2 separate regions of the Zea mays genome follow, and region 1 is linked to region 2. The links are chromatin contacts, called in public Hi-C maps. All regions are on one chromosome and are shown on one strand. Each heading gives the region's core, a stretch centred on a gene start, on an enhancer-like site or on the middle of the called end of the contact. The rest is flanking DNA. Distances are from core to core; before and after follow the strand shown. Region 1 has its middle 29 kb from the start of LOC103634617. Region 2 holds the start of LOC100279825 (DNA-directed RNA polymerase I subunit 1).

Evidence for each region. Hi-C and Micro-C count contacts between places; a contact is called where the count stands out from the background.
Region 1: a contact with region 2 is called in a Hi-C map of ear, with 8 times the contacts expected there. The contact joins the enhancer-like site here to the promoter of LOC100279825 in region 2. A contact is called at or near these places in 8 of 25 Hi-C or Micro-C datasets (ear, leaf, tassel and 1 more).

The regions. Positions count from the first base shown.
Region 1 is chr1:56,096,304-56,099,509 of Zm-B73-REFERENCE-NAM-5.0, forward strand. No RefSeq gene overlaps it. Among protein-coding and RNA genes, the nearest start is that of LOC103634617, 29 kb to the right of the region's middle. Within about 2 kb of position 1,843, at least 17 of the 20 cell types and tissues checked have an H3K27ac peak or open chromatin away from gene starts, as enhancers often do. A contact at or near this core is called in ear, leaf and tassel, where this site is marked.
Region 2 is chr1:55,849,205-55,852,327 of Zm-B73-REFERENCE-NAM-5.0, forward strand. It overlaps LOC100279825 (DNA-directed RNA polymerase I subunit 1), which reads right to left and starts at 1,569. Exons shown (of 21, transcript XM_008657145.3): 1 at 899-1,569. The coding sequence starts at 922.

The sequences.
Region 1 (3,206 bases), core at 593-3,092, 250 kb after region 2:
ACCAGTTCGTTTTCGGTTAAATTGTTATTTTAATAGTCGACCACTAAGCAACTAATTACTAATTAATTATTCAACATACATGAAGTGGCGAAACGATTTTACCAAAATGCGCAACTAGCAATTTGCGCGAACGACGGTTCGCGCGAAACAGCACGCGAATCGGATGGCGATGAAACACGCGGACAGCGTGCGCGCCACGCGAGAATCACTAATGTATATCATGCTCATATATACTAGATATGAATCAAACTACAAGCATTTAAGTTAGTATAAATCATGTCAACATTTATATTTGTAAAAGCAATAGTTAAAAACTATAACTAGGTTTACCTAGCAAGCTAAATTAATTTAATATTGATTAAACAAATGCTTACTTAATTACTTAAAACATACGACGTGGTGAATAATATTTTTAACGCGTAGGTGAAGTTATAATGAAGCTAACACAACACAAATGGGTCGAAATGGATTTAATAACGCGCGCGACCGCGCGAAACAGCGAGGCGACAACATCTCTACGCAGGGATAGACGAGGAGAGAGAGAGAAGGGTAGACGCAGACCTTGGGGCGAGCTCGAACGAAGGGGGCTCGACGGGGATGCGACAGCGAGGTCCGAACGCACGACAGACGGCGAGACAAGCTCATGGCGAGGCACGATGACGGCGAGACTGTTGCACCGGGGTCGCGCAAGGGCCGAGACGGAATGCACAGGCTGCGCTGGCCGTGCCGGGTTGAAGACGACGGTGGGGCGCGATGACGAGGGCGCTGAACGCGTGGCTCGACGGGCACGCGGCGCACGGGGCTCCTGCTGCGCAGCACGCCAAGGGGAGAGGACGCCGAGGGGAGGGAGGGAGAAGGAGAGACTCACCGGCTCGCGGTGATCGTCGACGGCAGGATGAGCTCAGCGCGGCTACTGCACGATGGCGAGGTAGGGATGAAAACGGACGGAAATGGACGGGAAAACTCCTCTCTCGTTTCCGTATCCGCATTTTATCATCGAAAACAGGATCGGGTCCGAAATAGTCGGGAACGGAAACGGGAGCGGGATAAACGGAATTGCGAAAACGAACAGAAACAGAAATACTAACGGAAACTCATAATTTAATACAAATAGAAATGTTATTGATGTTTGACTAGTGATTGATTGGCAGAACAATAACATAAACCAAATAGATATAGAGAGGCAACATTCTATTGTTGTTTGGTTGCTAAATGTGTACATTTAGCTACATCCGATGTTGTTTAAGACTTTAGATCACTTGTCATTTGAAAAGAGTCGGTGGTTACAATGGCCAATTGTGCTATAATTTGTCACCTAAATACACGAGGATTTAGTTTATATACTAATGCATATTATGCTCATCCCATATTTGTCAAATACGAAATAAATACGGGTTCAATCCGGAAAAAAACGGGATCCCGCAAAAACGGACGGAATAAGCCCTCTCCCGTTTCCGTCCTGTTTCCATATTTTTCCGTAAATACGTAAACGGTCGGGTCAAATGTAGAAAATGGTACGGGTCGGGACGGGATTTTTTTCGTCGGTTTTCAACCCTATGGCGAGGTAGGGAGAGGAGGATGGAGCAGTTGACAAATCTGCTCGCGCGGCACCTAGGAACGCCCTCGCATGCGAGTGGGGCAGCTTGGGTGTGCGGCATGCACGGCTGAGTGGCTTGCGCGAGACAGCGGTTGCAGTTGGTGTGAGCGAGCGAGAGGCTCTGGGTGCGCACACATCTGCGCATGCTGCCATGCGCGATGACGGCGGCGGCTAGGTGGGAGGGTGCGATGGGGCGCTGGGCCGCGTGGTTGAGCGGGAGTCGCAGTGGGCCGAGATAAGCAGCGCGGCGTGGGCCGGGAAGGTGGGCCGCGCACGCAGGCTGCTAGGGGAGACCGTTGGGCTGCATTCGCGCCAGCCCAGGAGAGGGAGGGAGAAGCAAGCCGGTTAGGGGAGGCTAGGATGGGCTTTTCCCTTTCTCTTTTTTATCTTCTCCTTTCTATTTTGAATTTAGCCCTAGCTTTTAAATTCAAAATCATCATGTTTCGTGAGTTTAACTGCAGGCACAACAACTCAAAACATCATACAAAATTAAGTGCTCCAGCATGTGATGCAATCATAATAATTTCCCCTAGGGTTTTGAACATACTACGATTAATACTTATATAGTACAAAATAACTCCTCAATATTTAAAAAAATAGAAGTAAATCAAAGAAAGGAGAGGGTAACACCTGAATTTGGTGAATATTAGAAAAGAAATTTTATACCCCCAAAATCAGGGTGTTACAGGGGCTTGTAGTCCTTCCCCCTCCTTTGCTTGAGGATTTGGCGGAAGCTCTTGATGATGAGCGACATTTCCTCGTTGTCAAGCTTGGAGGTGTCGATTGGAAGCCAACTTGGTGTAGACTCCTCCTTCTTTTCTTCCGTTGCTTTGAATGCAACGGGTTGCACCTCGGGTGTAGAGGTGCCTCTTTTTGCTCCAAGTTGACAATATGTTTGGAGTCTTTGATCATAAGTTCAAAGCTCACAAACTTGCCAATCACTTCCTTGGGAGACATCTGTTTATATCTAGGGTCTCCACGGATTAGTTGCACTTGAGTGGGATTACGAAAAACAAGTGATCTAAGAATAACCTTGACCATCTCATGGTCATCCCACTTGGTGCTCCCGAGGTTGCGCACTTGATTGGCCATTATCTTGAGCCGGTTGTACATGGCTTGCGGCTCTTCCCCTTTATTGAGGACGAATCAACCGAGTTCTCCCACGATCGTTTTGCGCTTGGTGATCTTGGTCACCTCATCCCCTTCGTGCGCGGTTTTGAGGACGTCCCAAATTTCTTTGGCGTTCTTCAACCCTTGCACCTTATTATACTCCTCTCGACATAAAGAGGCGAGGAGTATAGAAGTTGCTTGTGAGTTGAAGTGCCTAATTTGGGCGGCCTCGTTCAAGTCGTAGTCCTCGTCCCATACCTTTGGTGTCTGCGCTCCAAACTTAACAATATCCGAAATACTTTCGTGGAGTGAGGTTAGATGGTGCCTCATTTTATCACTCCACATAGAATAATCTTCACCATCAAAATATGGTGGTTTGCCCAGGGGTATGAAAAGTAATGGATCGCGCTTTGAAGTACGGGGATAGCGTAGGGGCATCTTACTATACTTCTTGTGCTCATGGCGCTTAGAAGTAGTCGATGACTCGGTGCCGAACGTG
Region 2 (3,123 bases), core at 319-2,818:
GTCTATCTGCATAACGGCTGACTGAAATTTGGTTTGCCCAATCCAACTCTAATGGTCCAGATCATGTGCCTTCTTTTCCTCTTCTTATCTGCTCACCATTCAACACAACACTGGTGCACCACATGCAGACGCTCCACGCCTACTATCGCTCCACTACCTCCCACCAGGCTCCAGCGCCTTCCTCCTCCGTGCATGCTTCCTATGTCCTCTCCGACTGCTCAGAAATGTTCTTCAAGTCCAGTGACCCAAACCTCCCCGTCGTCCACCTGCCACCTCCATGCCCACCGGCCAGCCTCTACAATTTTGGCAGGCGGCACCTCAAATCTTCCTACCCACCACTCACTGCCAGAACACCTTCCCGGATCTCCTTCTACAGCTGCCAGAACAGGTAAATAGACTATGTCCAGACTCTCTATCCTATTCCTTATCTCATTTCTATTTCAAACTCCACTCTGTAAACAGTGCAATCTACAGTACAAAACAATACTTTGCACGACCGTTTACACGGTCTGCTGGAGATGGCCTTAACCCCAAATCCCCAACCCAGTCTCAATTTCTAGTATATTTTTTGGTAAAATTTTGGTAACTTGTTGATATAAGATTTCAGTCACCTGGTGTGGAGTATAACTTCAGAGCAATGCATCACGTAAAGTTTATTTGTCAATTGTCAAGTTACATATGAATTAACAACCTGACAGTTAATAGGTGTTTGTATTGCCGAGCACGTTCATTTGACAAAGTTTTCTACCTGCTACTGCTCACTAAATTATAGAGCTAGTGTCAAGTGGATCATGGACGAAAACTTACTCAGCTAAACAGAAGACAACAACATACTAGGAGAACAATCAGGAGGTTATCAAAAACACGAGGTTCACAGCTGGGGGAACCAGACACCAACCTGAATATGCTGCCCGTCAGCCATTATAGACTCCGCACGAGCGGTCTCCCTCCTCGCCGGATTCTCGTGGTCACGAGTAGGGCAAATCTATTGAATACGGACGTCGGAGCGAATGGCCGAGACGATAGCGCGGCGAGCCCAGAGCCAGGACGAGACGTGGCTGCCTGCGACCCGGGAGTCCGAACGCTGGGGGCAGTAGCGGCTCCAGATAATTCCGAAGCCCCGGGCCAAACAAAAGGAAGGACGTTGTCTGCCACTGCTCCTCCCTGTCCCTGGCAGAATCGCCACTGTTCCTCCTTGTTCCTGGCAGAGCCGCAGAGTTGCAGTGGCCGCTGCCCGCTGGGGTGGGCCGGTGGCCGGTGGGGGGCGCCACCAAAGCCCGAAGGCCGGATGCCCAGACGCCGGCGGAGCCGCGGAGCGACGAAGGGAGAGCAGGACTGGGCGAGGGCGCGAGAGCGCGAGACGGCGCGCAGTGAGCGGCGAGCAACGCCGGAGGCCGCTGGCAGCTTGGGGCTGGGCCTTGGCGGGGCGCGGACCAGAGCCGCGGGCGAAGCTGCGAGGCGGCGGCCCGACGAGATGACGACGGCGAGCTCGAGCGCCCTGGCGGCGCGAGCGTGGACAGAAGGATGGAGCCGTGCGTGTGGCGTGGAGAGGGAAGATGCCAGGCTGGGAGTGTGAGAGCGTATTAAAGAAATATGACCTATTGGGCTAATGGGCTTAATGTACTTAGATGGGCCAATCCGCCGGGGGAGGGAGCAGTGTTGTTTCATGCGGGACAGCGGGAGATCGCCGAAAGAGACAGCGGACGTGGGCCGAGGGTTTACGGTTAATGAACTTATGGCTCAATGGGGGGCCGAGGGTTTATAGTTATAGCTTAATGGCTTTAAGATAAGAGTTATTTTACTTATACGAAATGATTTTTCTACAATAATACTCAAAACTAGAGCATGAGGCGTCCTTACAGGCGCCCCATTGTAGAACATACAGTTAGATATGACAATTGGCATGAAATATCCGTGTGTTTGCGGATAATAAACCTAATGGATGCGGATACGGGTAATTTTATATCCGCGGATAGGGATAAGGATATAATAATAGACCTAGAGGATATTTTTTTAGTGGCAAGAAAAAATAGTATCCACACCTGCATATTCGATAAACCCGCTCCATGAATCTGATATGTGGACCTATCTTAGAAAATATATGAAAATAGGGGTTCACTCCCTCCCACCCAGCTCCCAGCCTCTCACCCATCCGCACACTTGCACTCATCACCCATCCGCACACTTGCACTCATCAGGACTCAGGATTCCCATCCAGCTCCCAACCTCCCACCCAGCCGCACTTGTCGTTATTAGGACTCCCACCCAACCATCCTTGCTCCCCTCCCGCAAGGCCTACGGTGTGACTCTCGGTGGCCTGCGACTCCTAATGGCGGGCACATGGTGAGCTCGTGGGTTCCAGATCCAATAGTAAGCCGGCACCCTTGGGCCATTTCTAAGTTGTTTTGGTGATTAGCTAACCAACACACCACTATGGACTAACATTCTTCATATGAGCATGAGTTAGATCAAGCAATTGAAGATGTGAAGTCCATGTTTCTTGTGCCTTTGTTTGGCTACTAACTTCTTTGTGCAAGTAAAGTGGCATTTGGACTTAGTTTGAGCATATTGCAAACCATTATGAAATGAAGTGTTAAAGGTATTATTCTAGCTCTTAGTCAATTGTTTTGTTGCTAACTATATTTGTTTAAGTGCTAGGAATCATCACAAAAAGAGTCAAAAGAAGTGAAGAAGTTTGGCTCAAAGAACCAAAGTTGTGGAAAACTGGGCATCACAGACAGTCCGGTGTGCATCAGACATGTCTGGTGCTGGCCTGGTCAGCTCGCCCAACTGGCTGCTCTTGGGTTTTTGCTCGGGCATGCTGGCTAAAATTCACCGGACAATCTGATGTGCACCGGACATGTCTAGTGGGTCAGGCAGCCAACGGCTCTTCGCCCGCGCCAACGATCGACACCGTAATAGTCGTCGGCCACGTTAGTACGACAACGGTCGAGAGAGTCACCGGACAGTCTGGTGCCGACCTGAAAAGGAAGGTAACCAATTAGATGATCATGTTACTGTTGCAGGCTAGAGTGCCTGATGTGCACCGGATTGTCCGGTGCACCCACGAACATGTAACACCCCGTCCACTCTCGGACCGACAGTACTTACTCCTGACAGCTC